Linked DNA regions of Mus musculus: all the other regions are linked to region 1. The links are chromatin contacts, called in public Hi-C, HiChIP or PLAC-seq, Micro-C and promoter capture Hi-C maps. All regions are on one chromosome and are shown on one strand. Each heading gives the region's core, a stretch centred on a gene start, on an enhancer-like site or on the middle of the called end of the contact. The rest is flanking DNA. Distances are from core to core; before and after follow the strand shown.

Evidence for each region. A called contact is a pair of places that touch in the nucleus more often than the background predicts. HiChIP or PLAC-seq counts read pairs in DNA pulled down with a chosen protein or histone mark. Capture Hi-C pulls out chosen DNA fragments and counts their contacts.
Region 2: a contact with region 1 is called in a Micro-C map of embryonic stem cells, with 2.1 times the contacts expected there. The contact joins the promoter of Crhr1 here to the promoter of Rprml in region 1. A contact is called at or near these places in 7 of 39 promoter capture datasets (cranial neural crest, embryonic stem cells, liver and 1 more), 4 of 484 Hi-C or Micro-C datasets (all in embryonic stem cells), 1 of 115 datasets of contacts at active chromatin or transcription factors (stem cell-derived neural progenitor cells) and 2 of 9 other capture datasets (adipose tissue and embryonic stem cells).
Region 3: a contact with region 1 is called in a Hi-C map of the N1E-115 cell line, with 3 times the contacts expected there. The contact joins the enhancer-like site here to the promoter of Rprml in region 1. A contact is called at or near these places in 2 of 39 promoter capture datasets (liver and stem cell-derived epiblast-like cells), 1 of 484 Hi-C or Micro-C datasets (the N1E-115 cell line) and 1 of 9 other capture datasets (liver).
Region 4: a contact with region 1 is called in an H3K4me3 HiChIP or PLAC-seq map of forebrain, with 2.8 times the contacts expected there. The contact joins the enhancer-like site here to the promoter of Rprml in region 1. A contact is called at or near these places in 6 of 39 promoter capture datasets (the C10 cell line, the SN4741 cell line, cranial neural crest and 1 more), 5 of 484 Hi-C or Micro-C datasets (the AML12 cell line, embryonic stem cells, myocytes and 1 more), 5 of 115 datasets of contacts at active chromatin or transcription factors (embryonic basal ganglia, embryonic stem cells, forebrain and 1 more) and 1 of 9 other capture datasets (embryonic stem cells).
Region 5: a promoter capture Hi-C map of pancreatic islet shows a contact between it and region 1. The contact joins the promoter of Nsf here to the promoter of Rprml in region 1. A contact is called at or near these places in 11 of 39 promoter capture datasets (the 3T3-L1 cell line, cranial neural crest, embryonic stem cells and 6 more), 4 of 115 datasets of contacts at active chromatin or transcription factors (craniofacial prominence, embryonic basal ganglia, embryonic stem cells and 1 more) and 2 of 9 other capture datasets (macrophages and pancreatic islet).
Region 6: a contact with region 1 is called in an H3K27ac HiChIP or PLAC-seq map of epiblast stem cells, with 5 times the contacts expected there. The contact joins the promoter of Arhgap27 here to the promoter of Rprml in region 1. A contact is called at or near these places in 10 of 39 promoter capture datasets (the 3T3-L1 cell line, the SN4741 cell line, cranial neural crest and 5 more), 7 of 484 Hi-C or Micro-C datasets (cerebral cortex, embryonic fibroblasts, embryonic stem cells and 2 more), 13 of 115 datasets of contacts at active chromatin or transcription factors (bone marrow-derived macrophages, embryonic basal ganglia, embryonic forebrain and 9 more) and 1 of 9 other capture datasets (adipose tissue).

What each region holds. Positions count from the first base shown.
Region 1 is chr11:103,648,061-103,651,315 of GRCm38.p6, forward strand. Rprml (reprimo-like) reads left to right here and starts at 1,449. Exons shown (of 1, transcript NM_001033212.2): 1 at 1,449-2,520. The coding sequence starts at 1,721. The coding sequence ends at 2,074. It overlaps 1700072I22Rik (RIKEN cDNA 1700072I22 gene), which reads left to right. Exons shown (of 2, transcript NR_131143.1): 2 at 546-953.
Region 2 is chr11:104,131,194-104,134,448 of GRCm38.p6, forward strand. Crhr1 (corticotropin releasing hormone receptor 1) reads left to right here and starts at 1,588. Exons shown (of 13, transcript NM_007762.5): 1 at 1,588-1,911. The coding sequence starts at 1,879.
Region 3 is chr11:104,104,835-104,108,089 of GRCm38.p6, forward strand. No RefSeq gene overlaps it. Among named protein-coding and RNA genes, the nearest start is that of Crhr1, 26 kb to the right of the region's middle. Within about 2 kb of position 1,672, at least 19 of the 459 cell types and tissues checked have an H3K27ac peak or open chromatin away from gene starts, as enhancers often do. A contact at or near this core is called in the N1E-115 cell line, where this site is marked.
Region 4 is chr11:103,331,054-103,334,308 of GRCm38.p6, forward strand. Arhgap27 (Rho GTPase activating protein 27) reads right to left here. Exons shown (of 18, transcript NM_001205236.1): 12 at 3,205-3,255; 13 at 2,958-3,080; 14 at 2,787-2,885; 15 at 2,518-2,595; 16 at 2,292-2,426; 17 at 2,098-2,203; 18 at 431-1,987. The coding sequence ends at 1,810. Among named protein-coding and RNA genes, the nearest start is that of Arhgap27os3, 12 kb to the right of the region's middle. Within about 2 kb of position 1,713, at least 33 of the 459 cell types and tissues checked have an H3K27ac peak or open chromatin away from gene starts, as enhancers often do. A contact at or near this core is called in forebrain and trophoblast stem cells, where this site is marked.
Region 5 is chr11:103,952,304-103,955,558 of GRCm38.p6, forward strand. It overlaps Nsf (N-ethylmaleimide sensitive fusion protein), which reads right to left and starts at 1,753. Exons shown (of 21, transcript NM_008740.4): 1 at 1,667-1,753. The coding sequence starts at 1,678.
Region 6 is chr11:103,362,224-103,365,478 of GRCm38.p6, forward strand. It overlaps Arhgap27 (Rho GTPase activating protein 27), which reads right to left and starts at 1,469. Exons shown (of 18, transcript NM_001205236.1): 1 at 1,046-1,469; 2 at 1-111. Plekhm1 (pleckstrin homology domain containing, family M (with RUN domain) member 1) reads right to left here. Exons shown (of 12, transcript NM_183034.2): 12 at 2,052-3,255.

The DNA of each region.
Region 1 (3,255 bases), core at 199-2,698:
CTTGGCAGGCAGCTGACAGCATCCCTAAGTTTGTCCCTAAATCCCAAAGGACACGGTAGGAAAAGCAATACGTCCCCACAAACTAAGACTACTCTATGCCTCCCTTCTGCTGAGCCCAAGGAATACTTTTCTGTACCCCACCCCCAGGCCTGCCTGCCTCTACGCAAAGCTTCCTGCCCCGCCCCTCTTCAGGCAGCTGGACATAGGCAATTGGCTGACTCTTGTCCCAGCAAGAGCGGGGAGGGGGGAGCCGGGTAAGAGCCCAGGCTTGTGTTTAGTTTGGTGATCTTCGCTAGCTTCCAGGGGTCCTAGCTCGCTCTCTCTACCTTCACACTACAGGTCAAAGGCAAACATCTCTCAACCTTCCTTTCACACCAAGTTACCCAGCAGGATCTACCCAGAGTGATGGAAGGGTAAGGGGGGCAGGAAGGAAAGATTGAGAGCTTATGGAGCAGGGCATTTGCCCCCACGTGTACTGAGTATGCTCACTGGAGCCGGGTTTCCCTGAAGTCCCCATACTCACTCTCTACTTCTACCTTTTGCAGCAGACAGCTGGACTACAGCTGGACAGAGTCAAGGACATGGGCTGCGAGTGCAGATTAAACCTCTCCGCCCCACCCCCACCCCCGCCCTGCCTTAAGCTGAGCAGAATAATGAGCAAAGGAATATAGGAGCATTTCTCTAAAGAAATTCTGGTGCCAAAAGCAAAGCACAGACTGTCTGAGCCAGATCCTTGCAGTACAAAACAGCATGTACGCTACAGTAGGCAAGACGCTGCATTCCCGGACACAAATAGAGACAACCAGGAGGAGGTTGTACCTAGGTAAGGACACTGGCCCACCCCAGACAGCAGGATTTTGCAGTTTTAGAGGGTTTTTCCCAACTTTTGCTGATCCGTGCTAAGTGATCTACAATGATTATTTCTATAAAATAAATAAAATAGAAACTCCGCCAAATGACTTAATTTTAATAAATATGTTAAAAAGAGGTGGCATATGGGGCCATGGTAAGAGGCAAAGAGCTCTTAGCTGTGACAGCCTTCAGCCAGGGAAAAGCTGAGAGGGGCCAGCAGAGACAATGTGGCACAGTCAGGCCACCCAGAGCCACACCCGTTGGAGTGGGCAATGCCGTGGGCCAAAGCTACCCCCCACACACACACACACAGAATGTAACAGAATGAAAAAGGCTCCAGACCGCCCCCATCCACAGTTCTGGGAACCCGCACCTTTGGGGCAGCTTTCGGCCCAAAACAGACAGCCTAGAGTGAGTCAAAGATTACTTGGCCCGAGGGCAGGAGCTGCCTGAACACTCTGACCCTGTCCAGCGGGCTTTGCGCAGACAGCACGCTGGGAGGGGTTCGTGTCCCCGCAGCTTGGGCGACGCGAGTGGGTTGGGGAAGGGCGGGGCGGGGCGGAGCTCGGCGGTTGCCAGGGGCGGGGCAGCACGGCAGTCTCGGAGCTCCGTGGGCGACTGCCACGCACTGTTGGCTCTCTCAAGCTCGCGCGCCGCCTGTTGCTCTCTGCTCCTGGCCGCCGGTTTCCCGCTGGGGAGGTAGGCGGACCAAGAACCGCAGCGCGCGTGGGCGACTTCCCGCCTTCCTCTCCTCCTGGCGCAAGGGTAATCCAGGGACCCCCCGGGCGTCCCCGACAGAGCGGACGCCGCCAGCTCCCGGGCGCGTCCTAGCCTGCGTTCTCAGACCCCCCCCAGGCACCACGCCGGCATGAACGTGAGCTTCCTGAACCACAGCGGCCTGGAAGAGGTGGGTGGTGACGCCCGAGCCACCCTGGGAAACCGCAGCCACGGGCTGGGCACGTGGCTAGACTGCTGCCCCGGCGGCGCACCACTGACCGCCAGCGACGGGGTCCCCGCAGGACTGGCGCCGGACGAACGCAGCCTGTGGGTGTCGCGCGTGGCGCAGATCGCCGTGCTTTGCGTGCTGTCGCTCACCGTGGTCTTCGGCGTTTTCTTCCTGGGCTGTAACCTGCTCATCAAGTCCGAGAGCATGATCAACTTTCTGATGCAGGAGCGCAGGCCCTCCAAGGACGTGGGCGCCGCCATCCTGGGACTATACTGAGCGCCGGCCGCCCTTGCCAGAGTTGAAGCACCGCGAGGAAGAGACTACGGAGCCTCTTTCTCAAGGCTTTGGCCGCTGCCTGCGATCAACGAAGTACCTCGCACCACCCGGGTCTGGACACCATAGGACTCAGCGGCGGCGGTGCGCGAAGGGACTGTCATGCCAGACTCCGTCCTGTGTGCGCTCCAGCAGGGGCCGGGGACGCAGGGTTCTTCACAGGTTTTTTACAAAGAGAAGTTCGGGGCAGAGTGGGAGACAGGGATGGGGAGACGCAATGCGGGGCTGAGGTTAACTATGGCGGGGATGTCGGCCGTGTTGGTGGGGGCCAGCTCCAAGGAGGGCTCAGGGAAGAGGTGCATCGCTGAGATTTTGCATCTGATCTCGCATTGCGTCTGAGAAGAAATTTTGTAATAAAACCATAGCCGTCGGGCTTCCTTATACATTCTAACTGTGCCGTGTGTGTGTGTGTGTGTGTGTGTGTGTGTGTGTGTGTGTCTGTGTGTGTGTCTGTGTGTGTGTGTGTGTATAGGGAGGAGACCGTGACCTACTTCTTGCCCAGTTTGGTCCATTAAAGGAGCTATGGGGCAGATAGCTCTGAAGCTCCCTGGTTCTCAGACCAAGAGGAGAAAGAAAGGAACTGTTTTATCTTTTTGGGTTTTTTTTTTAAACGTTGTTTTTGTTGTCTTTTTTTGTGTTTTTGTTTCCTTTTTCCTACAAAGAACTGTTTTCTTCTACACTACTACTGTAGAGGAGGCAGGTCCTTTGGGGCAGCCAGACACTTAATGAGATTAATTGCTGGAAATTTTAGTCATCTTCATGAAATGGAAATGGAAAAAGAAAGCGAACAGAATTTTGGGGAGGGAATAAAATAAACATATCAGATAAATTCATTTGGGTAGATGGGGCTGGGTCTAGTAAAATTCCAAGCTGAGCCCAGAAGCCCCATTTAATGGCTTGTTTTACCCCACCCTTACGGATGGTAGATGGATGGAACAGTTCTGTCCTGGAAGGAGACTTGGGGTGTTTAAGATGAGGAAAATGGCCTCCAGGTGAAGTTGTCTTCTGAGTACTAGACCCTCCCATTTAAAAAAATGCACCCTCTAGTCCCTTATAACCTGAAACTGAGTTCTGGAGGGGACTTGGTGCTTACTGGCCAGAAGGAAGGGAAGGGGGCCATCTAC
Region 2 (3,255 bases), core at 338-2,837, 480 kb after region 1:
GTAACAGCGGGTACTCTAAGTCGGCAGTCTGGTTAGTATGTCCAGACATCCATCTCTCTGGGGCTGACTGATGTGAGTCACTGCTTTGAACTGAAGACTTCAGGACTTTGCTTCACTGAACTGTGCATGCACAATGGCTAAGCCAATGTGACCAGTGGGTTTAATCAATGATCCGCCCGACTCTGCACCCCTACCCCATCCGAGCCAAGACCGCCAGGGACACTGAGTTGGGAATTAGGAAGGAGGGTGCCAACTGTGGGGATTTGGACAATCCACGCTCCCCTGTGCCTCAGTTTCCTCACTAGTAAACTGTCACATGACCTACAGCAACTCCAGCTCCAAAATGACTATTGCCTGGGCCTCTAAGCTGTGGATCTTGTCCAGTGTGCTGAGAACACAATGTAAGGAAGGGGAGTTGCACAAAGTAGTGTCCAGAGTCGCCAAGCTCCGCTACATTTTAAAATAAGCTGGTTCCCCCACTAGGACCTTGCCTCTCTCTTTGTGCTTCTGTGTACTCAAGATGGAGACCCGGACCTGAGAGGTGAAGATGTTTCTACCCCGACACTCCTTTTCTCCTTCTCTATCTCTCGCTGGGGAAGGAAAGGGGGATGGGGGAAGGAAATCAAAAGAACAATCCACCTAACTGGCCTGAAGGTGGCGAGAGCTGGTTTTAAGGCTGGAAGTGGAATTAGAAAGCCAACCTAGACGAAGACCCGGAGGTCTGGCGGGACAGCCCGCTCCAGCCCCGAGAGCTTGGCCAAGAGGGGGCGCTGTGGCCCCCTCCACGCCCTTCGGGCTGGATTCCCAGCTGCGTCCACAGCGTTGCGGCGCAATGCGCGCCCTGCTTTCCCCTCCTTACAGACTAGGTGCCCAGTCCGCTGTCACCACTTATCTTGGGGCCTGGACCAAAAAGACAGACGTTCAGTTCCAAAAACGAATGAATGAATGAGTGAACGAACGAACGAAGGATTCAAAAAGGAAGGGTTCCCGCCGCAGAGCATCAGTGTCCCAGCACATCCTAGGTGTGTTTAGGCCAAAGGCGCGCGGATCGGGAGGGGGATTCGGGCCCGGCCTCCCCTCCCCACTAAATTGGGGGCGGAGGTGAACCTCCTGGATGGCTGCAGGGCGGGAACCACCCAAATGTAGTTCTCAGCTTCTTTTTCCACGCAGGCTGAGTTTTGTGGAAATCGCCCTATTCCCCAGCGCCTACTAGCCTTCTAAATCCCGCCCCCCGAGCCCCACAAGTACCCCGGGATCCCCCGGACTCTTTTGGTCCGGACATCCAGCCTCACAGGAGGCTAGAGAAGAAAGGCTGCCTGCTCTCCAGCAGCCGCCTCCCGGATCCCCGGTTTTTCCCTAGCTGCGGTGGCAGCCGCCGCCGCCTGTGCGCCCCGCGCACTGCCGCAAGCCGGGGTGCGGGGAGAGGGGGTTCAGCACGGCCAGGGTGCGGGGATCCGGGCCGGGGTTGGGCAGTGGACCGAGGAGACCGGAGCCTGCAGCCAGCGGAGGGGCGAGGAGCGGAGGAGGGACAGGAGGGGAGCGGAGGGAGAAAGAGGAGGGGACACGAGGCGAGGGGGCGGGGAGCAGAGGCGAGAGGCAGGCGGACCGTGGGGGAGGCGACCGGGCTAGGCGGGATCCAGGCAGGAGAGAGGTAGCTGTGGGCCCAGCTGAGTGGGGAGAAGGCGACCAGACTTGCTCGCGCAGGGCGAGCCAGAGCCTGCCGGTGGGGCGGGGCGGGAGGGTGCGAAGCCGGGCGCCTGGGAGCAGCTCAGCGACCCGGGAGACTGGCCGCCCAACGGAGACCGCAGCCGCCCGCTCTTCGCTCTGGGATGTCGGAGCGATCCTGGCATCCAGGACGCTGACAGAGCGAGCCCGAGGATGGGACAGCGCCCGCAGCTCCGGCTCGTGAAGGTAAGAGAGGACCGACCTCCGGGTAATCAGAGGCGCTCCGGGCCGAACGAGCGCGGGACAGGCGTGGGCAGGGGTGCCGGAGGAGAGGATCGGGGAACCCGGCGCCACCCGGGAGGTTGGGGTTCAACCTGACGTCCTCTACCTGGACCTCTAAAGCCGGGCTTCGGAGACAGAGGGACAACTCTGGTGGAAAAAGAATGGGTGATGGTGAAACCGCTGCGGCGCCAGAGGAGGAGGGGGTCCGCCCACTCGAAGAACCGGCTTTGCGCGAAGAATCGCTGCAATCTTTGGGGCCGAAGCGCCATCCCCCTTAAGGCTCTGGATGGGATCCTGTCCCTGCTGGACACCCTCCGAGCCGGCCCTGTCCCGGTCTCAGGCGCTCTTTCCTGCCGGTTTTCCTCCGTAGAAAGCTTCAGATTCCGGAGATAGATGCGGCCCGCGAGTCGCGGCCCTTCATCGACTTAGCATCTCTGAGAGGCGATGGTGCGCGCACCCCAGTGTCCGGCCGATCCTCCGGGGTGCCACAGCCCCCCGGAGCGCAACGCATTCTCTCACTGGGCTCGCTCCTGCCACCGGGCTGGAGAAGCGGAGTTTCAGAAAGTCTTCAGAAGGCGTTTACAGTGCCTACTGGCTAAAGTTGGGGGCGATCTGGGGCTGCGCGGGGGTGGACAGAGCCCGGGAAGAGCTAGGTGCTTCGCAGCCAGGCCCGCAGCCTAAGGACAGGCGCCACTTCGCCGGCGCGTCCCGGAGCGCGCGCGCTCACTGGGTACCAGCACCTCAGCCCTGGTGCTGGAGAAGGTGAGTGGGCCTGGCGCTGCCGCCCGGCAGCCCCAATTGCCATGCCTGGGTCTCCGGACCGCTCAGGGCTGACATGGACCTCCTGAACCACAAGCCGAAGCACCGGGTTAACTGTGGCCAGGAAAGGCGATTGCGTTCAAAAGATCTAAGTGGTTGGGAGGAGCAGTGCGAATTGACTGGCTTTGATTTTTCCGTCAGTTATTAAGCCGACTGCTTTTACTTGTTCGAAAAGCATTTGAGTTAAACCACCACGCGTTTAAAATGTCCCCCCTCTCCACATACTCAAAGGTTGTCTTCAAATCTAAGGGAGTCTCAGTGAACCTAAGGGCTGGAGCCAGAGATTATTTTTGGGGTGACCAAAGTCTTCTACAAAGAAGTTAGGGAGACTCTTGGAGGTTGTATAGATAAGCAGCAATGGAGGTCTTTTCCCAAGGATTCCTGTGTACTGAGCCTTGATCTAAATTCACAGGGGTTAAAAATGAAGCCTCTTAAGCAAATTCAAAAATTTGGGCTGTGGATATTTTTTTTTTCAAGTTTACATGGAAA
Region 3 (3,255 bases), core at 422-2,921, 460 kb after region 1:
GTATTTCGAGATGGTGACTGATTGACTGTCTGGTTTATTCACAAATAGCGGAGGTGTGGTTTGCAGAGCTAACCACACCACGGAACATTGAGGGGGGGGGCATGCTAGTTTCTTTTCTAAAGACATCATGACACAACTCGGGCTGGGGTACAGCTTTGTGGTAGAGCACTGCCCGATATACATGAAGTCCTGGGGTCTGACTCCGGAAGCCCAAGAAGCAAAGAAAAGTAAACACTGTGTCAGCCATCTATCTACCCATTCAGGCAGGAGTTCGCCCGCTGAGCCACTCAGTTATGCAGCTGGTATACCTGAAGCCCTGCTGAGAACTGGGCACTGCCCGGCCTTTTGTGGATGCTTCTAGAAAACCCAGATTCTGATACTACCCTTAGGCAGGTGACACATTCTCTGTGCCTGAGTTCCTTGAATGGGAGGAGCTGGCCTGCCGACCACAAAACTCCTAGGGATCCTGCCTCACTTTCTGGAAAGAGATTTCTCATTTGCAGGCAGTAGCCTTCTTTCTCCCTGTCCTCAGAGGCTGCTGGCCAGTGCGCTGGGAGAACAGAAACAGAAGGGGACTCCGAGCTTAGGCGAGTTAGCCGTCCCCACAAGCTGACACTCCAGTTGTCAGGAGTGTGCTGGCCCTGGGACAGGAAGAGTCAGCTTTAGTGAGCACAAGGGGGGGATTGGCTGTGTCCTGGAGATCTGGAGCAGGGTTGATCCCCACAGTTGGAGAGCAGTATTTTAGAAGCCATAACTTGTATTTAGGATTCCTTCTGGCTCCTCAGCACGCCACAGCTGGAGTCCTACACTGGACACTTCTAGGACTCCCTTGTTGGGTAGAGAAAGCTCTCATCTTTTCTGGCCCCTTCCTTCTTCCTCCTGGCCTCCTGGCCTGGCCTCGTTTCTGGGATTGCTTCTCATGCTTCAAAGCCCACCCTTGGGGCTCTAGACAGCTAATTTGGCTGGTTGTCCCACCTACCAGGTTCTCCTAGGAATCTTTGGCTTCAGCCTAACTGATAGGCACAGAGGCAGAACCCTGTCACTCTGGTTTCTGTGAGTGCTACCACTCCCCTCCCCCATTAAAGTCAGCTGTAGCCAGCGCGCTCAGATCCCTGTCTGGGCCACATCAGTCTTCATAATGAAGGAGTCTGATTATGGGCTGTCTGGATGGCAGGTGGGCGGAAGCAGAGGGACAAGGCTGGAGAGAGGTGTTGTCTGAACCCCAGCTTTGATCCTGCCTGAGTAGAGCGATTTTCTCCACCTCCTCCTCCAACAACCAAAGCCAGGCAACAAACCTATAAAACCCACACTTTGAACCACATTGCTGGGCATGCTACAACACCCCAGGATCTAAGAGAAGGCTTGAGATGAAGGATAGAAGTTCCGTGAGCATAATACCTCCATGGGAACCCCTCCTCTAACCTTGCTGAGAAATCCTCCCCTCCTCTAACTGAGGCCAGAAACAAACCCCACAGCAGCCCCTGAACCCAGCTTAGAAACTGGAACTAAATAGCTGTTCAATAAATGTTGTCAAATAAGCCAGGTTCTAGCTCTAAGACTGTAGTGAAGGTTTCCTGGGAAGGAGCCAGTTCTGAAGGGGCTGGAGGGTATAATTTATTCACTAAGCAGCATGCTTTAAGCAGCGCTCGGGTTCCTGGCACTGTGCCAGCTGCTAAGGCTCAAGATGAGGAGAAAATTAAAATTCAACAGTCTGCATGGAGCTCTCATTGGCACTGGAAGCTATGCTGGGTTCAAGAGATAAGAGGGTAAATGACACAGATAGTCATGCCTGCATGGGAGCTACGTTCCTGCCAGAGGAGGCAGGTAATGAGGGAGTTAATTGTGAATCAGCAAGATGGTTCCACGTTGCGTATATGCTATAGAAGACACAGGTAGGTTTGGAGGAGAGAGGCCAGTCAAGTGGTTTTCTTTGGACAGGGGAATTCGAAGATCTGAAGACTGAGCAGTTAGTGCAAAGGCCCTGGGGTCAGAGTCTTCTGGTGGCTTTGAGGAACAGGAAAGACTGAAGTGTGGCTTATGCAGGATTGAGAGCAGGATGGGGTGCCTATGTCACTGTTCTCTGCACATGAACAGCAGGTCACAGCAGGGCTGGGAGCTGCCTGAGAGACAGGGATATTCAGGGAAGCCCTGAGCCCACCTAGAAGGAGACCACATTGGCACCAAGTCCTGACACTCACTGAGATAGATGTAGCTTCTCCCCAGGACCTGCTCAGGAGTGGCTCTAAAGGGACACCAGCTGCATGTCATGTTGGCCCCTCCCCATGGTGCCTTCCTTGTCCCAAGGCTTTTTGCAGCCTCTTTGGAGTGTCTGTGTCTGGAGTCTCCTGGGGGGAGTGAGCAAGAGAGTTTAGCAGATGCTGCTGTGTCTGGGTAATGTTATTACGGCGCTCAGATCTGCTTTCATCTCACTGGTTTCCCCAGAGCTTTGACTCTCACTGAGCCCAGCATCCAGCAAATAGCCCCATTGCTGCCTTTTATCTAGCTGACTTTCAACTTGAGACACCCTCTTCCAGTGCCCAGTTTCGGAACCAGAGGCCAGAAACAAACCCCACAGAGCTGCAGTCCTCGGAGTGGGCTGTGCCAAAGCGCACAGTGATAATGCTAATAATTAATGATGTAGCGATCGCTGCAGGTCAGCTCCCTGTTCGTTGGGGTCTGGATATGCCTGACACTATGCTAAATGCTGACTGTGCACCAAAGTAAATCTCACTGTCTCAAGACAGATGCCAGTATGCGGGTCAGAGAGGCTAACTCACTCAGCGAAGGCTGCTCAGAAATGTGAGCTCAGGGCTGAATACGCAACAGGCTCTCTCCACTGTGTGTAAATGAGTGGATCCCAAGGCCTGGATGATCACATTGGATCCTTCAAGAGATTTCAGGTTCCTCTTCGCTATCATTTCTGGTCCTGGGCCTGCAATACTGCACAGTGCAAAAAGACACTTACCACCAATCCTGACAACCCAAGTCCCCTCCCCAGGAACAAGAACCACAGCCCTAAGCTGTCCTCTGACCTTCAGACACAGGCTGTGACATGCACCTGTGTGCGCATCCGTGCACACATGCTTACGTATATAACTACACGTGCAACTCAATGTTTTACAAAGGAAAGTCTGACTCTGCAGGTTTGCAGCAAGTCTGAGAACGTTTTCTGTTAGAGGATAGATAAAGAGAGGAACTGTTGGGTTGAGGAGGTTTCCTGGGGGAACTGCAGTGCTCCTCTGCGGTCTTCCATCC
Region 4 (3,255 bases), core at 463-2,962, 320 kb before region 1:
AGAGGTCCCCGAGTTCAATTCCCAACAACCATATGGTAGTTCATAACCATTTATAATGAGGTCTGGTGCCCTCCTGTGGCCGGTGGGCATACATACATACATACATACATACAGAACACTGTATACATAATCAATCAATCAATCAATCAATCAATCAATCAATCTTTTAAAGAAAGAAAAGGAAGGAAGGAAGGAAGGAAGGAAGGAAGGAAGGAAGGAAGGAAGGAAGGAAGGAAAGGTGTCAGCTGAGCCTGATGATGCAATGTCAATGCTTGAGAGGTGGAGGCAGGATGGTCAGAAGTTCAAGGCCCTCCTCAGCTGTACACTGAGGCAGGCTGAGGTTCAGAGTAGCTTTCCACATCCTACAACGCTCTGCTGAGAGTCCAAGGTGTTTAAGCTAGAATCCAGTCTTCCAGGCTACTACCAGAGTACATTCGCCAAAGTAGGAGAATAAACATTTTATTTAACAGTTAGTCATTAGCTTGCCTTAGGACTTTAAATATATAGGTGTACAGCAAGAGGCCTCTATTTGTTCTCTTCTGCGCCCTGCTACCATCAGGGCTGGGCTTGCATCAGCCGTACTCACTGGGAGCCCCAAGCTCCAGAACGCATGCGTAGAACCCCTGCCCCAGGGCACAGTGCCAGGCACATGAGGACCCACAATAAATATGGACTGCATGAAACCAAGGGAGAAGCCTGTGGGAAAGGCTGGCATAGTCTGAATGCTCAATAAATATTAGCTATTATTGTTTGTTGAGTCAGTGGGGGTGGGTGGAGCTGGGGGCTCAGATCCATAGATTGAGGTGCACGAGGGAGGAAGCGGGCAGTTGACACAGGTTCAACTGTTTGCCTAAGGCTGTGACCTCCCGGACAGGCCTCTGCATGGCAAGTGGGTACCAGGTAGGCATCCAGCCAGCCAGGATGTAGACAGTGGTTGGGGGCTTTAGGTAGGCACCCAGCCAGGGTGTAGACAGCAGCTGGAGGCTTCTATTCATGCTGCCCCCCCAAACAGCTGTGGTAGGTTCCCTGCTGCCTTCGGGGGGCCCCCAACCTCTAACCTACACGAAGTGCTCCAGCATTTACTCTGGTCTACCTACAGGCTGTGCTGCAGTGGGGCAGGGGCGTGACTCCCTCTTCTAGAAGCTGGGCTTGCTGTGGGGATAGCCTTTGCAGGGAATCAGATCACCTATGGACCCCTGAAGTACTGTGACTTCTGCAAGCCCCAGATTGCCAGGTTTGGTATGTGGTTAGTATGAAGAACGTCTGTAGAGAGCGGGTGTGGCCCAAGGAGAGAGGGAAGCATCGGAAAAGTTCTCAGGAGGCCTGCATCAGGGTGGCACTGGAGCAGAAGGCTGAGGGAGGCAGTCAGTGGCCTGGGCTGGCAGCCAGGGTCAGTCCTCCCCTGGCAGCAGAGACAATGTCAGTAGCTGCTTCATGACCTCTTGCGTAGCATGGGGCCTACAGGGTCTCCACCAAGGCCTGGACAGGTACAGGCTTAAGGAAACCAGAACGCCCTCACCAAAATCCCCTCTCCCAGCTGTGGGTGGGTGGTGGTGGTGGAACTAGAAAGACATTCATTTCCCTCCACCAGGCACGTTCTCACATCCACACAATAGGCGGCGCTGTAATTAGGGAAATGGCCCTAATGGGGACGCGAGAGGGAGAAATCACATTTCATGAACTGCCCACCAGGGGTCACTGTACCCTCTGAATGGAAGGGCGTTGAAGTCACAGTGCAGCGGGGGTGGGAAGCGGAGAGCCTCAGAGGAGGTCCAGCCTCACGGCCTCCAGCTAACCCACGGTCCACAGTCAGTGCGGTGGGAAGATGTCCGCGCACTGATGTAGGATGAGCTCCACCACCTGGTTCTGGAACACCATGGTCATGGGCATGCTGGCCTCCTCCATCTCTGGCCGCAGCAGCGTGGGTCCGAACACTATGGCCACATTCTGCACAGTCATACGGTTCTGCTCGCCATGCTCGATGACCCTGCAGTGGGATTGGTGGGATTAAGAGGTTAGAGATTGGGGAGTCTCTCAACATGGGCTCCAGCCACGACTAGCCCTCCTCTTTTGCCCCAGGAAATACGGCTCGCTCACCGGCAGAGATGCTGGATGAGCAGTCGGAGCGTGTCCTGGTTGGGAGCTGGCAGCGTGCGCACCAGGTCACGCACGCAGCGGCTGCGCTGGGCTGGGTCCTGCAGCTCTGAGTGAAAGAAGGGACCAGAGATGGTCTGCTGGCTGTAACGAAAGCGGGCCAGCCTCCCCATCCCTCCTTTTCCCAAGCCACTCACTAATGGCTGCTATGAACTGGTGGAAGTGCGAGAAGGGGAAGAGAGGTTCCGGCAGCTCTCGGAAGAAGAGCTTCAGGGCACCCGTGATCACGTGGACGTCTTCCCAGCGCCCGTCGTCCAAGTCCAAGCGTTCATCTGCCGCAGGGAAGGGCCCAGGGGATTGAGAGGCAGTCAGCACCCCCACATTCCTCCAGGCCCCAGGGCAGGGACTGGAAAAAGGCCTCACCGTGATCCACCTTATAGCGCAGCTTCTGGATGGTAGCCAGGTTCCCACTGATGCGGTACAGCCCATCAATATCCAGCCCTGCGGGAAAGGAAATGGCTGACCCTGGAAGGACTGGGGCACCTGACGATTTCTACTCAGGGTTTTCATACTCGGAGTTTTTCCGGCTCCTTCTTCTTGACCCTGTGCTCACCCAGGGGGGGGGGGTCTCCACCCTTAGCTCCCTAAAAGCCGGTCGTGAGGCGCTGCCTTGTCTGCGCATGCATACATACCCCGGGCCTCGACGGTGCGGATGCATTGCTGCACGAAGCGTGGCACAGGGCTCCTCTCGCGCTCACACAGTTGAGCCAGCGCGCATCCAAACACCTGGTCTGGGGGAGAGGTTGGTCAGCGCTGCCCTGCCCCGCGCCACCTGAGCCCGGATCCCGGCGAACTGCAGGTACCTTTGATGTAGCCCTTGTCCCGCAAAGACTGCAGAGTGGGTCGTCTCTGTAGGAATTTACGGAGCTTGTGCCGGACTCTGCTCAAGTCGCTTTCCAGGCCTCCGGGGCTGAGCGAGGGTGAGGCTGTCACAGACCGAACTCAGTCAGCAGGTGGCAGTAATGGCCCTAGACTCTAACCAGGGCATCACTTCCCGTCCCCCAGCGGGGGAGTCTTCTGGTCGCCTTCCCACCTGATCCCATCGCACACCTGCGTTCTGCCGTACATCCTCCTCCCGCCAGCTTCCGAGGCGCTCACTGG
Region 5 (3,255 bases), core at 503-3,002, 300 kb after region 1:
ACTCACTATATGGACCAGGCTGGGCTCAAATTGTCAGAGGTCCTCCTGCCTCTGTGAGGATCAAAGGTGATCACCCATCCTTGTTCTTGATTACAAACAGACACTTCCACACATCAATTTGGAATTTAGAGGGCAGTTCTGTAGAGGATGGATGAAAGCTTGAGCACCTCAGGCATACAGACAGTTGTAGCTTTGGCTCAGAAGGGATTAGCTGAGGAGAGGAGATAAAACAGAGTGTGGGAATTGAATGACAGGGAGGAGGAAGGTGACTCCGAAAGAGAGATGAGTCAAAACATTAGCCCAGCATTACTGAAGCCATGGAAGAATGTCTTCCATTAAGGAGGAGACGGGCAACACTGTCAGACGCTCTGAGACATCACGTGTAACAAGGATTGGGAAATGGGCATGAATTTTAGGGATGCATTTCAGTCCGACTGTGGTGGGCCCAGGAGGTAGCAGGTGGTAGGCAAATGAGAGTCAACACACACAGAAAATCACCAGACTTTGCCACTGGGGGAAAAAAAATGGTTAGAGGAAAAGTCTGTGGGGGCAGAGGGAGGGTTTAAGAGACCAGTGCATTCCAGAAGGGCTGATGATTCAGGAGAGGGGCTCCTGAGGAGGCAAAAACAGACCCTGAAATAGTTAAAAGGGTCAGCTTGAGATAAAAGGGGGATTATGAAAAAAGGAAGAGAAAAAGATGGAGCTAGTCTGATGACCTCTACCGTCTCTTTGGGACTTTAGAATCTCATGACCTACAATTCTCTTTAGACAGGACATTTACATATATGCATACATGTATGCAAACTTATTCAAATATTCAGGTGTAAGTGAATCAGTCAAGCACAACGTTAGTCTGTAATGACGCAGTTAATGTCCCCAGGTTTCGAACAGGGCAATCTCTGGGCAGGATCCATCCATCAGCGATATTAGCTCTGATGCCTACTGCAATAACAGCAGTGACCTGGCCCCATCTCTCCTCGCCAACCCCAATCCTACCCCGCCGTCCTACGAGCTTAATGGGGAAGTAAAATGTAAATCCCTGAGACTACAACACAGCCTGCTGCATTCGAATCGACTGTCATTTAGAAAAACAAAACGTGACACCCCAAGTCCATCTGCACGAAAGACATTGCTGCTTCACAGCTGATATGTTTCTCCCCAGGAGATGGTCTAAGGTTAGCCGTAAAAGTAATTTGCAGACCTCCCCTCCTCTTTTCATAACATTCATTTAGGAAGAACTAGAAATGGGTTCCCACACCCTCGCCCTGACTGCAGCAGACTACACCCCGCGGTTATCCGGCAGTGCCACCTCAGAAACCCTCGGAGGAGTGTGGAGGGCACACAGCGCTCGTCAGAGGGGGGCTCCAGTGGCCACTACCCTCAAGATGCTTGAAGGACGAGAGAAACGAGCCCCAGGGGATGACAAGGGAAGCACTGGAGACCCGGGGGACGAAGAGACAACCCTCGGGGAGGACAGAGTTTCTGAGCAGAGCTAATCCCCTGCCGCAGCTACACTGTCTCGCCTCCAGCGTTGCTCTGACCTCCCTTCCTTCAGCGTTCCTGGGTGCTCAGCCTCGCGCCCCTTCCCCGGAGCCCTCGTGGACCTCGCAGCAGTCGCGACCTCGGGCGATCCGCTGCGAGCCCGGGCTGCCCGGCCGCCACTCACCCGGCCCGCCATCTTCGCGGACACGTCCGGCTCCCAGGTTGCAGCTCCGCACTCTGCTGAGCCCGCCTCCGCCGCGCGCGTGCTCGCCGGCAGCCGGCCCTCGCGCAGGCGCGCAGCCGCCGGGAGGCCGCGCCCGCGCCCGGCCGCGTCCCCGACGCCCTTCCCCATCCCGTGCGAGCGCGCAGTCCGAGCACCGCCATTTTGGCTGAAGACAAGCTGGCCGCCTCACTGCTACCCGGTTTTCACAAAGCTGGCCACGTGGCCTTTTAATGGACTTTTAGCTTTCTGCTTCCAGACCTCTTAAAACAGAATGCGCCGAGAAAACCCCGCGTGGTTGCTGGCCTTTCCCCCAAAGGGGACTGTGGAGGGGGCGCGCAATAGCTAAAAGCTGGTTCTGAATTCGGATTCTATTCGAATCCGAGCTTTTCTTTGCAGGCACACTTGTTTTGAGAGTGAATCATAATTATATATGCGCTAGCTTTATAGTTCGATATTTTCATTTATAAGCACAACTTCTATCTTTTTTAAGGTGTTTGTTTGTTCGTTTGTTTTAACGTGCATTGGTATTCCGCCATCCACCTCTGCATGTTCAAAACTCTATTTTGAGTCCTCAGGAAAAAAAAAAAAACAATGCCACAGAAAAACTAAAATGATTTGGATAAGACAAAATACCAGAAGATAGTTCTATAAGCAGCACAGCAGTAAAAGTCTCACACAGGAAACAAGACAGGTGTACCCTGTCCTGCCAAGGCTGAAAGTGAGACTTTTAGCATGTAGCAGGACTTCAGGGTTAAGGAGGAATGTTTGACATAGCCTCCTCATATCCGTTCCCTTATGTCCTCTTCAGCACTTTTCTCTAAAGTACTCTTGGGTCCCCTTACAAATATATAATGTCATTTAAAATGTATGCAACATGTAAAAATAAGACATGATATCTATGAGAATACATGAGATATTCAATAAGATTACTCCCTAAAAGGAAAAGTAAAGTTGGAGGAACCCTCTTAGAGGAAAGTCTCTGGGATGGAATGGGTACCTCTTCCTGGGAGCAAACCTGAAGACCTTGAAATACTCTAAAAGGGAGATACTAGGGGTAGGGGGTGCAGCCTAATCAGTCCTGAGAAGCACTCAGCAGGCCCAGGGAACAGCAAACAAAAGGGTGTACACACCGACAGGGATAAAAGGGAGCTACAGGGGTATTTCCTATGCTAGGGTGGTCAAGATAGGGACCAGTTTTTAGTAACTGGTAAGTCAGTAAGTCAGAACCATTCACACTATCAATATCTTCACTGTAATGAGTGTCTCTAAGAAAGGACTCAGAACTAAGCAAAAATTATATTTGCTCAAGAGTTACCTCTCTTTCCAAGAATTCTGTACAGGATCTACGTTCTTATATCATCTTAGCATTGAAATTCTACTCAAGTTTTGCATCTGAAAGATTATTAAATTCATTGATATAACATACCTAACAGTGAAACCAGTAAGACCTAAAAGAAACTGGGAGCTTGCGTTCTTAAGGTGAAGTCTGTTTTCTGTGTTTATTGTTTTCTAACACACATTAAAATAAATTCAACCGGGGGCTGGTGAGA
Region 6 (3,255 bases), core at 219-2,718, 290 kb before region 1:
CAGGCTGCCCATGGGCGGGGCTGACGGAGGGAAGCAGACTAGGCCTCTACCATATCTGTGGGAGGGACTTCCAAGGACCGAGACTGAAGAAACAGCGCGAAACAGGAGACACTGGGAGGAGAGGCGGAGACCGACACTTAGTAGGGCTGTTCCTAGTCCCCAATACAGCTTGTCTGAGAGGATGCGGAGAAGCCATAATGTCTGTGCTGGAGCCCTTGAGGTCTCCAGGAAAAAAAAAAAAGGCATGGGGAAGGGGCTGAGTGGAAGGGGTGCTGATGGATAGGCGAGCAGAGCCCAAGAGTCAGTAGGCCCTGCTCCCCCCCACCCCCTCAACGCTCAGAGGGGTTTGTTGTCCTAGAGGACCTGGCGTTCCGCGGGCGCGATGCTCTGGGAATGCCCGGCGGAGTTGGCTGTCTTGTCCTGGCATGCACATTCCGAGCGGGGCCTTTTGCTCCCTGAATCACGAACTGTGAGCCCTTCACAGCAAGATTAAGAGCACTACCCATTCCGGGAGCACCTCCGCCCTCTGAGGCTCTCTCTGGGAGCAGCCTGTCCGGGCCTGGAAAAACTAGAGTCCCTTTGCAGGGACGCTCACAGACAGGGGAGTGCTGTGTCTCCGGTTGTGTGACAAGAGGACCTGTGCCTCAGATCCTTCCATTATCTGGGGTGAGCGAAGAGAAGGGGAGGGATGCGAGAGCGGTGAGGAAGGCGCCCTTAGCCAGTAGGTCTCCTGTATCTTCTGCTCCCGGTCGTCCCTAGCTATAGCGTCACCAATATCTAAGTCAGCACTGGGGGACTTCGGCTGGTTCACCTCTCGCCCCCAGACAGAAGGCAGCCCTACACCTAAAGCTCCTCCCCGGGGTTTGGGCCTCCGGGCCCTCCTCCAGGTTCGCACTGCTCTAGCCCCAGTGCAGCGAGAAGGGCAGGCGGTGCGCGGGGCTCTAGGGTGGGGACGGCCACCTGGGGGCACCTTTCCCGCCCTCCCAATACTCAGCGCCATCCTCCCCAACGCCATTCCCCCCTCAGTCCAGCCCGGCCCGGGCACCTTAGAACTTTCGCCCGCTGGCCTAGCTTCCACTTGTCCCGGCAGACGCGCGTGGGGTCCGCGTCCGGAGCTGCCTGCTCCACAGCCCTGCTCCGGCGATGCCCTGTTTCCTGTTCAACAATATAACCGGCGGAGAGCGCTCGGCAGAACTTCCTCCCAAGCCGGGACTGGGCTGTGCTTGCAAGAGACAATCCCCGGTGTCCTGGCTTCCTGTCCCCTCTGGGCCGGGCCAGCGCTCTAGGAGCAGAGACGCCACCCTCCCCCCTCTTCCCCAGGATCCTGGGCCACACCTGACTGTCTCCGGGGAGGAGGCGGTGGCAGGGCCTGGATGGAGATCTGCGGGGGAGGCAGTTTCTCTCAGCTTCTGACCAGATTAGACTCCCACTGACCCTCATCCTTGTCGGAGGAAGTCACCGGCCACTCTGCAGGCGGCCGAAGTGCAGTTGCGGGATCCTCCCATTTTGGAAACTACCTGCCTCTTGGGAAAGCAGCCTTAGCACTCTGAGGTGTGCCTGTGAACACTTCTGACAAAGGCAAGACCCAGTTTTTATTTTCTCTGGCTTCCAAGAAAGAGTGGGGTTCAACTAGATGCTCCATTAGGGGCCGCTGAGCAGAGAAGGGAGCCCCCCACCCCCACTAGGCCGATGTTCCTCTAGTGTCGCAGGGCTAAGGGTTCAGCTGGACAGCCCTCCACCAATTCCTTTTTCCATATTTTGACTTGACTAGTTTTGTCCACTAACAAGTCCACACTGAGGTGGGTATCTTAGGATCCATTAGGGAAGGCACAAAATGAAGGGGTGAGCTCTTTCCCTCCACTCTACCTTTGTCCTTTCCTAGTTGCCCTAGTCACTCTGCCAGCCAGCCAGGTCCTTGTCCATACAGCAACCTGATGCCCAACTGTGCCACAAGCTAGCCTGTATAGACATGGGAGTACCCATGAGTCTCAATTTACTCCCATTACATGCTTGTGGGGACGGTTAAACGAAATAGACACTAAACACAACGATGGTGAGCGCATGTATTTTATTAACCTGTTCCTTTCATTATAGGAGGCACTTTCTGGGGATGAGAACTCCAGTTTGCCCATCCCCCTCTAGACAGGGGAAAGGGGAAACTGCCCTCAGAGGCACTGTGCTGAAGGTGGAAAGACAACCAAAGACAGCAGCAGCAGCAGCGCAAGTGCCAGGCGCCTCCCCCGGGCCTGCCACCCCCAACCTCCAAATCCAGTTCCTCTCCCTTTGCTCTGAGCCCTGAGAACCTGCCTCAAAGATGGCCAAGGAGCACCCACCCACTGGCTGAGGGCGCTCAAGGCCAGGAAACGAAGCCCTGGATGTTGTCTTTTTCTGTCCCATTTTTCTGCAACCTGGTTTCCCTAGGAATTAATCTGTTTCCTTCTTTTGTCCTAACAGGGGCAGTGGGGGGTGGGGGTGTTTGGTGGGGGTGGGGGCTTCTCCTGGAGCTCCTGGGGAAGGCTAGCAGTAGACAGGCCTCTGGAGTCTTTAATCCGTGAGTGTAGGTGCCAGGGCCCGGTTTCCTTGTTTGCCTCTCTCCATGCCCAGAGTCCTGCTTTTACAGGGTGTGTGTGTGTGTGTGTGTTTGAGAGAGAGAGAGAGAGAGAGAGAGAGAGAGAGAGAGAGAGAGAGAGAGAGAGAAAGGCACCCACCTGCGCCCGCAGCCTACATTCCCTCACTTACCTCTTCTCCCTCGCTGCTTGGTCAGGCAAGTGTGCTCCATGGACCCTGAAATGCTCAGTGCATAGGACTAAGGGGAGCCAGGTAGTGTTTCCCCAGAGCCAAATGATTGAGATTCAGAAACAAGACTGCTTAGAAAGGCCAGCTCTTTACTGCAAAATCACTCAAATACCACACAGCAGCAGTTTCTCCTCTGCACTGCCAAGGCTCACTTGTCAGAATATTGCATAAAATAGCATTTTTTCCAATAGTGTGGGCACTGCTGAGGTTCACGTGAGCACTCTTCTGGTGGGGGCAAGTCTCTCACTTGAGCAGTCAGTCAGTCGCTTAGTCAAGGACAGGGCCAGCTCTTATGCTCGCAGCCCAGACACTGGGAGGGCTCCATCTCCTAGACAGGTTCTGGAATACCCTCATGTGACAGGCCCACAGGGGACAGACTCTTGCCCATTCAGGATCCCAAAACAAGGAAAGGAGGCTCTGATCAGGTTGTAGTTTGGGGGACGTGTTAATGCTAGCTCG